Linked DNA regions of Macaca mulatta: region 2 is linked to region 1. The links are chromatin contacts, called in public Hi-C maps. All regions are on one chromosome and are shown on one strand. Each heading gives the region's core, a stretch centred on a gene start, on an enhancer-like site or on the middle of the called end of the contact. The rest is flanking DNA. Distances are from core to core; before and after follow the strand shown. Region 1 holds the start of CDKL4 (cyclin dependent kinase like 4). Region 2 holds the start of SOS1 (SOS Ras/Rac guanine nucleotide exchange factor 1).

Region 1 (7,210 bases), core at 1,952-4,451:
TTTGCTTTTCTGCCTAAGTTTGTAGAGTCCTCTGTCTTCTTGTTATATTGAAGGCATTGTATTTATGTGGTTTTATTTGTCCTGGTTGATTTGTATTGCTTTGTGGAAGATATATGAAGAGATTAGGTTTAGGCAGCAGTCACTGTCCTTGGCTACCTCAAAGCCCCCCACCATGTGTACCTTGACAAGCCATTTAGGCATAATGTGGAGCACGTTTGTGAACATTGGGTATGGACAGAGGATAAGAAAGAAGAGAAGGCCTTTGGTTTAGAATGTTCCAATTTTTAGATGATTCTGTCCATTCATGTAGAGGTGTTCATCAAGCAGTTGGATAGTTAGTCTGGATCTCAAATAAGAGAATAGAAATTACTGCCTCCAGAAACTCTGTTATAATCCTGGTAAACTGGAATTAGAGCTGTAAATTCCAGAAAGGAATTTACAGGAATCGGTCTAATTCCAGCTTGCATACTCAGACTCATTTTCCATGAACATATAGTAGGGCTTTTGAAAACAGAAATATTGAGAGGTTATTAGGTGAGGTACTATTTTCTGGAGCTTTATTTTATTGTATTTAGCAGTTTGGTTGATGTAATTACGAGATCTAAATATTAGTCTGAGGAATAGTCATTACTGAATCTGTTGAGAAAAAAGTAAAAACATAAATCAATAGATCAAATCAACTACCTAGAGGGAAATAAGAAAATAATGCATAAATTAAAACTTCATTATTAAGCTTTTTGTCATATTTATAGTTTCCCCCAATAACTGTAGTACTTATCAAGTAGGTTAAATTAACAAATCTATAAAGTTTTATACCAATAACTTTATCGCATTTTATTTTAGAGACAGGGTCTCACTCTGTCACCCAGGAAGTAGTAAAATGGTACAATCATAGCTCACTGTAACCTCAAACTCCTGGGCTCAGGTGACCTCCCGCCTTGGCTTCCAAAAGTGTTGGGATTACAGGCATGAGCCAATGCTCCCAGCCAGATGCTAATAACTTTCTAAAGCAAATTCCCAGTTTCTCCTACTCTCTTTCCAGCCATCTATTACTATGCAAATGTATGCATGCTCACATCTAACTATCCTTAAAATAATAATACCTAGGTAAAAATACAGTATAACTAATAGGGTTTTCAGAACATAATCTGTGATGGATTTTCCATGTGTTACTTGAGTGTGTATGCTTGAATTTTCTTTCTTTAATAACAGAGAAAACCAAATTCATCCCCCCTCCCAAAAAAAAAGCAGCACTGTAAAAAATAGTATGTCAGTAGTCATTTTATCCAGGTAAACATTTTTCTGCATTGTATATTTTTATGGTGGCAAGTGGAAGTAGATGATTTCTTTCACCATTGAGATAATCTGTAGATGGAAAAGACAATATTATTAGAGAAGTTTTAAAAAATGTGTACTCATTTGAAACAAGAGAAATTGACAAGTAGTCAACTCTTTCACTTGACATTTTGTTAATACCAAGACCTGGATAAAGTGGTTCTTTGAATTATACATTCTTTTTGTTTGTTTGTTTGTTTTTGTTTTTGTTTTTGAGACGAAGTCTTGCTCTGTCGCACAGGCTGGAGTGCAGTGGTGCGATCTCAGCTCACTACAACCTCCACCTCCCGGGTTCAAGTGATTCTCCTGCCTCAGCCTCCCAAGTAGCTGGGATTGGAGGCCGGTGCCACCACACCTGGGTAATTTTTTGGTATTCTTAGTAGAGACAGGGTTTCACCATGTTGGCTAGGCTGGTCTCGAACTCCTGACCTCAGGTGATCCACCTGCCTCGGCCTCCCAAAGTGCTGGGATTACAAGCATGAAGCACCACGCCTGGCTGAATTATGCATCCTTTTGCACTTAACTGAGAGGCTGTGTAATGCAGTGATTCTTTGAGATCTCACTGCCTGGGTTCTAATTCTGTATTGCCTTCACTATGTCTTTTCTCATCTATATAATTGGATAAAAATAACACTTACTTCATAGAATATTTGTGCAGATTCTACGTAATTTGCGTAGAACAATGTTAAGTGCCATTATTATTGTAATTGTTATTGGGTTATATTAACAAGATTCTGCTGGATAAAGTGGGGTGGGGTTTTTGAGACTAATTAGAATTTTTCTTTTTTTTTTTTTTTTTTCTTTTTGAGACGGAGTCTCGCTCTGTAGCCCAGGCTGGAGTACAGTGGCACGATCTCAGCTCACTGCAAGCTCCGCCTCCCGGGTTCATGCCATTCTCCTGCCTCAGCCTCCCGAGTAGCTGGGACTACAGGCGCCGCCACCACGCCCGGCTAGTTTTTTGTATTTTTAGTAGAGACGGGGTTTCACCGTGTTAGCCAGGATGGTCTCGATCTCCTGACCTCGTGATCCGCCCGCCTCGGCCTCCCAAAGTGTTGGGATTACAGGCGTGAGCCACCGCGCCCGGCCGTGCTTATTATTTTCTTTTGGGGCTAAGAACTTAAGAATCTGTTCTTCCATGAAAATAAAAGCTAGGAGCAATAAGTGCCCTGAAAGGATTTTGTTATTGTTTTGACTTTTTGAGACAGTTGTTGCCCAGGCTGGAGTGCAATTACTGCATCTGCACTATCTCAGCTGGGTTCAAGGGCCTCCTGAGTAGCTGGGATTGCAGGCATGCGTCACCACACCTGGCTAATTTTGTATTCTTTGTAGAGATGGGATTTCTCCATGTTGGTCAGGCTGGTCTCAAACTCCCGACCTCAGGTGATCCGCCCACCTCGGCCTCCCAAAGTTTTGGGATTTCGGGGTGTGAGTCACTGTTTTTAAAGGCTGCTTTGTTTTTAAAGGCTGCTTTGTTCAATGGTCCACGCTCGCTCTTCTCTCCACCAGGTGGAAGTATAGCACTTTTTGTACCATATCTTCTTACACAACTCCTCCTAGTCATTGTGTATGCACTTGGGTTGGAAGAGAAAAGATAAACAGCATATTCCAGAGTATGAAATGTTCCTTCAGCTGGATTTTACAGCATCATATTTCGGTTATTTATTTGAGGATAATGAAAACAATAGATGGGATAAGTTTCTTTTCCACAAATTCTTTTAATTCAACTGAGGTCAACATAGAACAATTGTCAGAAATAGCATATGAAATCTTTTGATAGGTGGAAGAACTGCAGAGGACTAAACTAAGAAAATAATATCCAAATATTTTTAAGTGGATTTCCAATTAATTGATGAAAATAAACCTTTGGCATCTGGGCAAATTTGTTGTAAATAAACTGTGAGAACATTGTCTTTTATAGCTTGATTAAGGCAAGTCTACCTTATTTTCCAGGTGTAACTTTGTACTGCAAGTCAATCGATAACAGCACTAATTTAAGTCACTTCCACTGTAATGGAGAAGTATGAAAAATTAGCTAAGATTGGAGAAGGGTCTTATGGGGTTGTATTCAAATGCAGAAACAAAACCTCTGGACAAGTAGTAGCTATTAAAAAATTTGTGGAATCTGAAGATGATCCTGTTGTTAAGAAAATAGCACTAAGAGAAATACGTATGTTGAAGGTAAGTTAACTTTATATATATGTAAAATATCATGGTATTGAGTGAAATATGCATGCTAAAATTACAAAGAATTTTAAAGTTATTTTTCCCCATTGGACTTAAATTCCTTTGTATCAGCACTTTTGGGTAATAAATTGGTTATCACTTTGGACTTTGGCCACTCTGATTTTGTCTGATGTGTATGAATGTAGCTACAGATTGTTATATTGAAAAGAACTTTTATTCTTGTTAGTAAATATCCTAAGTCCACTCACCCCAGTGTTTACACTTGCCCCCAACCTCGGCCCTCCTCTGGATGTCCCTCCAAATACTTCCCCTACCAACCAGCAACTGAAAGAGCACCTCCTGGCACAGAGAGTCAGTCCCACAGGACCGCACCAATGCCCTGGTAGGCATTGACATTCATTGGTTCCTGCCTGCACTGAACCCCAGGTTATTAGACATACTGAATATCACCCCCAGTGACGTATACATTTTTTACATCAAGGTTTTTGTTATAATTGTTTTCCCTCTGATAAGATTTGACATGTAAGATTCCTAAGTTCTCAATGTAAATTTTTTCTTACGCTAAAAATCTTACACTTTTAGAACTATAAGCGACCTTAGAAATGCTTCTTATCCACCACCTGTATTTTCCACAGAGGAAACGGAGGTCTGGGGCAGCACTTCTCAAATGTTAATATGCGTTGGAGTCCCCGGGGACCTTGTTGAAATGCAGATTCTGAGTTGGGAGGTCTGGGGTGGGCCCGAGATTCTGCATTTCTGAGTGCGGAAGCTGCTGGTTTGTGGGCTACACATTATGTAACAAGACACTGTGATTTCAAGGACATACAGGCAACCTTCATTTTTGACATGTCGTCTGTTTTTAGAAAATCCCCAGAAATTCAGTTTGTAAGGGGGGGATAATAATTATCACTAATAATTATCATATTATCTCTCATTTTCAAATATGATTTCCCACAGGTTTCCTCAACTAATACATACTAGAGTTTTGTTTGAAATACAACTTGATACTTAAGAGTATTCAGGAACATATCCATCATGATTTAAAAAAAAAAAAAGTTCACTATTACCTGTCAGCCAGCAGAGGGCGCGCTGGTCAGCTCGCCAGCTCTGGCACCCTCACTGAGCTAAGCTGCAGGGCGGGTCTGAACCAGGCAGTGTGGCTTTCTAATAAAAATAATGCTTTTACCTGTCAGCCTCTCCCTCCCAAGTCTTCAGATCAAGTTAATGCTCAGGTGGTACCTTCTGCATTACAAGTGCCCCAACTTGAGAATGAGGCTGTAAGGTAAAAAGTAGCCTGATTACGACTCAGCTTGGTCTCTGATGAAGGCCCTCAGAATGTCAGAATGTCCATCCTTCTGCTTTTGGTATGTTGTGTCCATGTATGCCCTGAACAGCTCCTTCTGTGATCCATCGACCTTACTTTTCTCACATAGTCCTGTTATTTAAATTGTGTTTGCCTCTCTCTCCTTACTACCTGTTTTTCTTTAGGCAAGTTACTGTTTTTCTGGGCTAGGTTAACTTCATTTGCAAAGGAGATATAAATTGCTGACCTACCCAAAGACAGGAGATTGGCCCAGGTTTAACCTGGACATTGCATCAAGCTGTACCATCTGTAAATCTTTTACTCCCCTAGTAGAGACCCTGCTTTGCTTCCATGCTGTGGTTTTGCAGCAGCACGAAGCCACTGGCTTTTTAGATGACCTAGTCTCCTCCACTCTTTGCCTTTCTGCTGCTTTAGGCAGTGGAGCATATAGAAAACAAATTGGTTTGGTGCTTTGAGCTTTTCTTTTTTTTTCCCTTAGAGAGATGGGGTCTCAGTATGTTGCTTAGGCTGATCTCGAACTCCTAGGCTCACGCAATCATCCTGCCTCACTCAGCCTGGGCATATTTTTAATGTATAGTGGATTCTCTTTTCCCATGCTGTTGAGCAGCAGGCACACAGTTTTAGAGTGACATTTGTTTTGGTCAAGCCATGCTTATGTTAATAGATACTGAGGTAAAGGCATGCATCGTAAGTCTCTGTACCTAAAACTTTCTACTGGGCCTGCTATTCGTTGAGCTTCTACTATATGCAAAATGCTGTGTTCCCTCTATATATCTTTTTGGGTAAATGGTAGACAGTGTGGAAAGCTGATTTGTCTACTACACTGGGAAAACAACAGGAAAGATGGGTTAAGAATAAGAGTGATCACGTATCCTAATTTGCCCAAGACAGTTCTGCTTTATAGTTTTTGTCCCAGTGTCCTGCCTGGTTCACATCTCCTTTCCAAAGTGTCCTGGTGTGGCCAGGCCCAGTGACTCACACCTGTAATCCCAGCACTTTGGAAAGCCAAGGCAGATGGATCAGTTGAGGTCAGGAGTTTGAGACCAGCCTGTCCAACACGGTGAAACCCCGTCTCTACTAAAAATACGAAAATTAGCCAGGCGTGGTAGCACGCACCTGTAGTCCCAGCTACTGCGAAGGCCGAGGCATGAGCATCACTTGGACCCAGGAGGCAGAGGTTGCAGTGAGCTGAGATGACACCACTGCACTTCAGCCTGGGCGATAGAGCGAAGAAAAAAAAAAAGTGTCCTGGTGTGTATGCTAAATTATGTGGTCACCCTAGTTACAGGCAGAGTGACCATATGTGCTGGTTTGCCTAGGATAGTCCTAGCTTCTACCCATTACCCTAGTTTGGAGGATAAAATTGTATAATCGCTGTAGTGATAGTCTATCCTACCTAATCAGCATTTTCCCTTAGGTTTACAATATTAAACAGAGGCTGTGTTATAAAATGCTTCAGTTTGGGAATAGAATTTAACACACAAAATATCTATGCATAAGAGAGAACAACAGAATCAAAGAACAATGCTGAAAATATAATAAGTAAATTTAAAACACCGACTAATTGTGGGGACTTCTAGAAGAGACAGTTTGTTCCAATTTGATGGTTAAGATCTAGTATTACTGGGAGCCAACACTAGAATCCAGACTGGATTTAAATCCATAAAATCCATGGCAATATGTAAGCTGAGTGGTATTGATGATTTTTATAGTCCTTACTCAATAATTTCATTTCCTCAATTTTCTACTCAGGTTATTTTATGACTTGAATATATAGAATTTCCATAAAATACATAAAGTGTTTTTTGTTTTAGTGCAGTATTTTAAGTTACATACTTTACTTGCTATCACCAGAGAGATTCAAGCAGTTTTGTTACCACTTATTATAGGTACATTGGATGAATCTTAAATTTCTTCCAACTTTAAGTTTCTTTAAGGGGTCTGGGGAGACGCTTTTACTAGTAGCAGATCACTTAACTTTGCATTTCAATTCTTTCACAGCAATTAAAACATCCAAATCTTGTGAACCTCATCGAGGTGTTCAGGAGAAAAAGGAAAATGCATTTAGTTTTTGAATACTGTGATCATACACTTTTAAATGAGCTGGAAAGAAACCCAAATGGGTAAGTAATCTGGAAACTGAAATTCCGTACAGCCAGTTCTCAGTTTCATTTTCTGTGGAATTAACCATGGCAGATTTCAAATCCCAGCCACAATTCCCCTCTCTACCAAAATGCATCTGGCTACCCCGTCCAGTCTCAGTTAGGATGTCTTCAAAAGGCAAACAATGATTTACCTATAGGAGTTATAATTAGGAAGAAAAACCTACTGCAGATATAAAATAAAAATGAATTTGAGGCTGAATTG
Region 2 (7,210 bases), core at 1,418-3,917, 120 kb after region 1:
GCTAGCAGGAAATAAAAAGAACATATGGTAGAAATACACAGGTGAGAATTTCTTGGAGTGATCGGAGAAGGCCTCTTGGAAGTGGTGATGTTTATAACCAGCCAAGTGAACAGTTAGGTGTTCTAGGCTGAGAGAAGAACAATGTTCTTTAGGCAGGTTGTTGTTTTCTAGGAATAGACAGAAGGCTACTGTGACTGGAGTGTGGTGAGGCAAGGTTGTGAATGGTGAGAAAACATTGAGAATGTGAGCAGGAGCCAGATGCACGCCTTTGTGGGGTACGGTAAGAAGTTTGAAATATATTCTAAGAGCAATGGGAAGCCAAACAATAGTTTGGGGTACAGACTTGATCTTGGTTCGTTTGGAACCAATCTCTTCCCCCATATCACAACCCTTTAAATATTTGAAGAGGGCTGGCCGGGCGCGTTGGCTGACACTTGTAATCACAGCACTTTGGGAGACCGAGGCGGGTGGATCACGAGGTCAGGAGTTTGAAACCAGCCTGACCAACACAGTGAAACCTCATCTCTAATAAAAATACAAAAATTACCTGGGCGTGGTGGCAGGCACCTATAATCCCAGCTACTCAGGAGGTTGAGGCAGGAGAATCACCTGAACCCGCCAGGCGAAGATTGTAGTGAGCTAAGATGGTGCCACTGAACTCCAGCCTGGGCGACAGAGCTAGACTCCATGTCTTCTTATCTGGAGGATTTATGGATGGATTTCTTGTTTGTTTGTTTGTTTTGTTTTGTTTTTTTGAGACGGAGTCTTGCTCTGTTGCCCAGGCTGGAGTGCAATGGTGCAGTCTCTGCTCACTGCAAGCTCCATCTCCCAGGTTCACACCATTCTCCTGCCTCAGCCTCCCAAGTAGCTAGGACAACAGGCGCCTGCCACTACGCCCGGCCAATTTTTTGTATTTTTAGTAGACACGGGGTTTCACCGTGTTAGCCAGGATGGTCTCGATCTCCTGACCTCGTGATCCACCCGCCTCAGCCTCCCAAAGTGCTGGGATTACAGGCGTGAGCCACCGCACCCGGCCTATGGATGGATTTCAAAACATCATTCCACACACTTTGAAAGTGGGGAGTTTTTCAAATGTAAATCAAGTATGTATATTTTTATTTTTTAAATAAAACAATGGAGCCGGGTCTCAAACTCCTGAGCTCAAATGGTCCGCCCACCTTGGCCTCCCAAAGTGCTGGGATTACAGGCACAAGCCACTGCGCCGGACCCGGGTGTGTGTGTGTGTATGTGTGTATATATATATATATATATATATATATTTTTTTTTTTTTAATTGAGACGGAGTTTTGCTCTTGTCGCCCAGGCTGGAGTGCAGTGGCACGATCTCGGCTCACTGCAACCTCTGCCTCGCGGGTTCAAGCGATTCTCCTGCCTCAGCCTCCCGAGTAGCTGGGATTACAGGCACCCACCACCATGCCTTGCTAATTTTTGTATTTTTAGTAGAGACAGGTTTTCACAATGTTGGCCAGGCTGGTCTCGAACTCCTGACCTCAGGTGATCCACTTGCCTCAGCCTCCTAAAGTGCTACAGGCATGAGCCACCTCGCCTGGCCGGCCTGTATATTTTTAAAGGAAATAACCTAAGAGTTTTTTCCAGATTTTCAAAGAGGTCCTGTAAAGATTAAGAACCACTGAACCTTTCTCGTTTGCCTGATCCTGGTTACTGTTCTCAGGAATAGGAGGACACAATGTCAGCTTTAACCCAGGCTAGTTCCTCTAAACTGCCTTATCGGTGAAATGAAAATAATAGGGTTGCTATGGGGATTAAATGAGATGATACTCAAAAAGTGATAATTAATGATAAATCATAAGGTGTCTGCCACAAAGTGCCCCTATTATAAACAAACAGTGGCCTGGAGGGACAGTTTATAAATACTGCTCCTTTAGCATTCCACTAATATTCACTGAGTGCCTGTTCTGTGTAGAGGCCCTGGTGAAAAAGATCGGCCTTCCAGTATATTATCTAGTCGAAAGAACCTCAAAAGATACAAAACACGATAGACTGAACGCCCTGAGAAGGGCGTAAGTGCAGTGCTCTAGGAGCTGTAGAAGAGGTCTCGATATCCACTGGAGGAAAGTGTTTATTGGAGTTCATATCTGGAGTGGGTTTAAAAGATGAACAGAGGGAATCTAAAACATACACACAAAATCAATACTACACGTACACATTTTATTCTTGGTTTTGTGGAAAGACCAGTTAGAAACACTGCAATCACTTCTACTACTCAGCAGATACTGAGCAGTAGGTTTCGTGACAGAGCACCTGTATCTTTTGTCCAGTCTGTTTACTATACATTGCGTGCTCTGGGCAGTCCTTATCTTCGTGTTCAGGAACAAAGTACACACACCCCTTTCCGAAACGAAGGGCCCAGGGATTCCGAGAGGGGTGGGAGCCCTCACGGCCAGACCACACAATGGGGAGCCTCTTTACCCTAGTTATCACCCACCCCTGCAGGCTCCACTTTGCCAGGGTTCGACTTCTCGGGTCCTTTCGCCCCTCCCCTGCAGCCCCCAGGAGCGCAGCAACAGCCTGGCCAGGCGCCCTCCCTCTCTCTCTCTCGAGCTTCCCTCCTCCTTCACCGGGAGCCGGAAAACCCGGAGCGAACCAGCCCAGCCCGGCGGCGCATGCTCAGTAGCGAACAGGTTCAGTTCGCTAGTAGGAAGCTCTAGCGCTACACCGGCGGCGGCGGCGGCGGCGGCTGCGGCGGCACCTCAGGGCAGCCAGATTCCCCAACAACGACCTCGGGTCCTTCCCCTTCCCCGTGAGACCCCCGCCCCAGCTCAGCCCCGCCCGGGGCTCCTGCGTTTCGGGGTACCAACTGAGCAGAGCGGGCGCCGCGGCCGGAGCGTACCTCCACACGTCCTCCCCCAGCCGCCAGCTCCGCCGCGGGGCCAGGCCGGGCCCGAGAGTGCAGCCCCGGCGGGCGGGCGGGCGGCGGCCGCGGCAGAGGGCAGCCCCGGGCGGCGCCGGCGGGCCGGGGAGGAGGCGCGGGGGGCCTGGCCCCGGGGCGGTGGTGCGGGATGCCGCCGCCTCCGGGCCGCGTTCGTTCTCCACAGTTGGTACCCGTGTCGGGTGTGTGGCCGGGCGCGGGCCTCGCCCCCCAGCCCCCTCACCAGGGCTAGCCCGGCTGCGCGGCGCCCGGAGGGGGCCGGGCCGTCCGGTGGGGCCGCGGCCCTGTTCCGTGCTGCGATCTCGCCCTCTCGCAGCTCCCCGGCCCGGCCGCCGCCGCCCCTCTCCCCGCCCAGAGGCGCCCCGGGGGCACCATGCAGGCGCAGCAGCTGCCATACGAGTTTTTCAGCGAAGAGAACGCGCCCAAGTGGCGGGGACTGCTGGTGCCTGCGCTGAAAAAGGTGAGGAGCACGCGGGACCCCGCTTCCCGGCCGCAGCACCCCAGCGCGGGCGCCGGGCTGGCGCTGGGGAAGGGCTGGGGAGGCGGGGCGCGCGCAGGGCTGTCTTTCTTCCCGGTCTCGCCGCGTCTCCAGAAGGACGGCGCACACTGAGAGGCTCGCCATACGGCTGGCTCTCAGTGTTGACATCCACCGGGTGTGTGGGAAGGCCGCAGGGAGCTGGCGGGAGTTTATCCGAATAATCCAACCCCTGAGAGGTGAATGCTTTGCCCTTTGATTCCAAGACAACAGTTGCAGGAGCCTCAGTTTTCTGCGGAGGTCAAAGCAGGCCACTTTTCCGCCTTCTCGGTCTTAGCGCGGAGCTGCTGTCAGCCTGCCGTTTTAGGTGTCCAGTACGCTCGTTTTAGTGGCTTTTCGAGAATGCCCTGGCCGTAGTGCTTGCTCAAAGGAATTGCGAGCTCGCCTGCCAGCAGTAACGTGGCCTGCTCTGTTCGCCATCAGCAATCACTCCTCATTCTCCTGGTTTCCCCCGCTCCTCCGATTAACAGGGGCCGGTGCACATGCTACCAATTTCGGGGTTTTTTTGTTTTGTTTTTGCAGCGTTAGAAACTTGGTGCTGTCATTTGGTTAAGAATTTTTAGCCTTTGTATGTTTAAGTTTGCTACGTTGTTACATACCCCCGATCTGTGCTTTTAAATGTTTTAGTATAATTAGGAAGTGTTGTTACATTTTTAAAGCTTCTAAAGCAGCAGTGTGACTACCAGACTATTTTTGTTTCCTTTTCTTCATTTACCTTTTCTGTAAAGATTGCTTTGCTCTTCTAATAGTGTTTCTAAATTCCAGTTTCTTGCTGCTTAAAGAATGTTTCATGCTAACTGCTTCTACTAAGAATGGAGATTAATGTTGTACCTTTTATGCTAAACATTAAAAGCTGTCTGATATTTCTCAAAGGCCAGTAACTTTTACTTTCCCTTTTGCCCTGTTCTCCTCCTGTCCCTCTTGCTGTCTTACAGTGGAAACTATTTGGTTTGTCAGGAGTATTTGCTCATATATTTCTGACTTAAGTTACGGACATTTTCCCCTTCAAGTGTCTGACTAGTCACAAACATCTATTTTTTTTTTTGTTTGTTTGTTTGTTTTTTTTTTTTTTTAAAGAAAACCAAAAAGATGCCATGTATCTTACATACTTTACTCCTTAGAAATCCCATCAGGCTCTCACTCCTTACTTTTGCTTTACTTGCAAGTTTGGCTTCTCAGCTTGCAATGGAATGGGTGTAGGACGTCTCTGTGATGCTAGAAGCTGGTGTCCGGATAGGGTAAGAGGAGACAGGGAAATTGTTTAAAAATCTGTAAAGGAACTCATAAAGTATTGCCAAATAGGGGCCATTTTGCTTAGAGGCAAAAACAGCTGCTTTCTTAGGGAATCACCAAGCTATCAGCTGAGAATTCTTTGAAGTAGTGGAAAGAATATTGTAGGAGTTGACAGACCTTGTTTTAATTCTGCCACACTGGTGGCCCTTGCTGGAATCTGTCCACAGAAGCATTTTGTTTGGCTGGCACAGTGTGGTTTTATTTTCAAATGTAATTAGTTGCTAATATTTGAAAATGGGAGATATTACATAAAATCTGAATTTTCTGCTTTTCTTGACGAATAGGAAGGTCTTGTCATTTAGGGTCTGTATTCAAGCGAGGCACTAAACTGCTGGAGGTGAGTAAATGGCTGCCTTCTTTAGACAGGTCGTGTATCTCCACCTTACCACAGCCCCCACTTGTCCTTTTTGCATATTTACATAAACCAGCTTTTGACTTTAAGCTAGAAATATTTTTGCAGTAGAAGTGATAAGAGGAGGTGGAAGTGTACATAATCTAGCTGATATGTAAGGTTCTTCCAATTCTTATTTAAATATCCACTAACAATGATTCTAAACAAGGTTGAAAATACAGTATATTTCATATCTGGATACGTTGTTGGTAGCTCAAAACCTACGTTTTTACCTGCCTGCTGGATATTTCATGTGGATATCTCCATATCTTGATTTCTTCCTTTGATTTATTATTGAATTATTTGTAGATGCATCCAACTCGTGTTCTCTTACTCTTACCTGAGGCTCTTTGGATATTCTAGTCCCTTCATCCTTCTTTGCCTGGTCCAACACTACTCATCCTTCTAGACTCACTCAACCTGAACTCTCAAATCATCAGGGCTGAATTGGATATTACTCTTTTGTTTTCTTTTTGCACCCTATTCTAGCTCTGTGAATTTTAAGTTCCTATTTACTTGCCTGTAGCTAGATCGGATGCTCCTTGAGAACAGGCTTGATATCTTACCCTCATTTTATTCCCCATACATACAGTGCTTGACATCTGGTAGGCACTCAATTTGAATAAATAGGTGAGGGGATACACAAACTGAAACTATGACTTCTCTCCTCCACCAGTCATTTCAGTTTTTCTTCTTGATTAATGACTTTATTATTACATTTGACTGGTTTAAAATGTTGGGGTCATCTCTGGCTTCTTTGTATTAGTAGTGCACACTCAGGTAGAGCCTGTATGTTCATTTCCCTTTGGCATGCTCTTCTAGTCTGTTCCCTCCTCCAGCTTCTCTAATTGAGTCTCCTTTCTCAGACTACTGTGATAACTTCTTAATTAAGTTCACTGCCCCCCACCTCACCTTCTGTTTTTCAGATCTCACCAGTTATAGGACACTTCTGAACATGTCACACTCCTGTTCAGAACTGTTCATGTCTTTTGAGTTCAGCCTACGCTAAAGTGCACACTTTTTAGCATGGAATTGACAGCGATTGATATCTGGCTTCATCCTGCTTTTCTGACTGGATTGTCTACCATAATCTTTTGTCTCCTTTTTGCTTTAGCCAGTCTGTACTGCTACTTTTCCTGAATGCGGCTGGAATGTCCCACTGTATCTGTTTCACCGCATCTATGAGTCTAAGTCCTATCTTACCTATTGCACAAATATATCATGTCTACTATAGAACAGGTATTGCTCTTGACACTCAGGTTAAAAAGGTAAATGACAGGGCCGGGCGCAGTGGCTCACGCCTGTAATCCCAGCACTTCGGGATACCAAGGTGGGCAGATCATGAGGTCAGGAGTTTGAGACCAGCCTGGCCAACATGGTGAAACCCCGTCTTTACGAAAAAATACAAAAATTGGCTGGGCGTGGTGATGGGCTTTTATAAGCCCAGCTACTCGGGAGGCTGAGGCAGGAGAATTGCTTGAAATTCAGGAAGGCGGAGGTTGCAGTGAGCCGAGATCGCGCCACTGCACTCCAACCTGGGCAATAAGAGCAAAAATCTGTCTCAAAAAAGGAAAATAAAAAAGGTAAATGACATAATCAGAAAAGACTAAATTAGAACGTGATGGAAAGTGGCAGGGCATGTCTGGAGAGACAACTGGTTTATGGACAGTTTTTATGTATGTTAAGCTAAGGAATTTTAATTTTTTCTTGGGTAATTAGACGCCATTGATAGTTTCTTTTGTTTGTTTGTTTTTGTTTTGTTTGTTTGTTTTGAGACAGTCTCACCAGGCTGGGGTGCAGTCATGCGATCTTGGCTCACTGCAACCTCCATCTCCGGGGCCTAAGTGATCCTCCCACCTCAGCCTCCTGAGACTACAGACACACTGCCACACCCGGCTAATTTTTGTATTTTTTGTAGAGTTGTGGTTTCACCATGTTTCCCAGGCTGGTCTTGAACTCCTGGGCTCCATCCATCTGCCTGCCTCAGCTTCCCAAAGTGCTGGGATTACAGGGTGAGCCCAGCCAATAAGTTTTAAGTAGGGGAGTAACTGCACATTTGAATTTTAGAAAATTCACTTTG

What was found. Hi-C and Micro-C count contacts between places; a contact is called where the count stands out from the background.
Region 2: a contact with region 1 is called in a Hi-C map of liver, with 2.6 times the contacts expected there. The contact joins the promoter of SOS1 here to the promoter of CDKL4 in region 1. A contact is called at or near these places in 2 of 14 Hi-C or Micro-C datasets (fetal cortical plate and liver).

The regions. Positions count from the first base shown.
Region 1 is chr13:85,692,012-85,699,221 of T2T-MMU8v2.0, forward strand. CDKL4 (cyclin dependent kinase like 4) reads left to right here and starts at 3,202. Exons shown (of 9, transcript XM_028831739.2): 1 at 3,202-3,513; 2 at 6,845-6,966. The coding sequence starts at 3,346.
Region 2 is chr13:85,813,446-85,820,655 of T2T-MMU8v2.0, forward strand. SOS1 (SOS Ras/Rac guanine nucleotide exchange factor 1) reads left to right here and starts at 2,668. Exons shown (of 22, transcript XM_028831742.2): 1 at 2,668-3,371. The coding sequence starts at 3,285.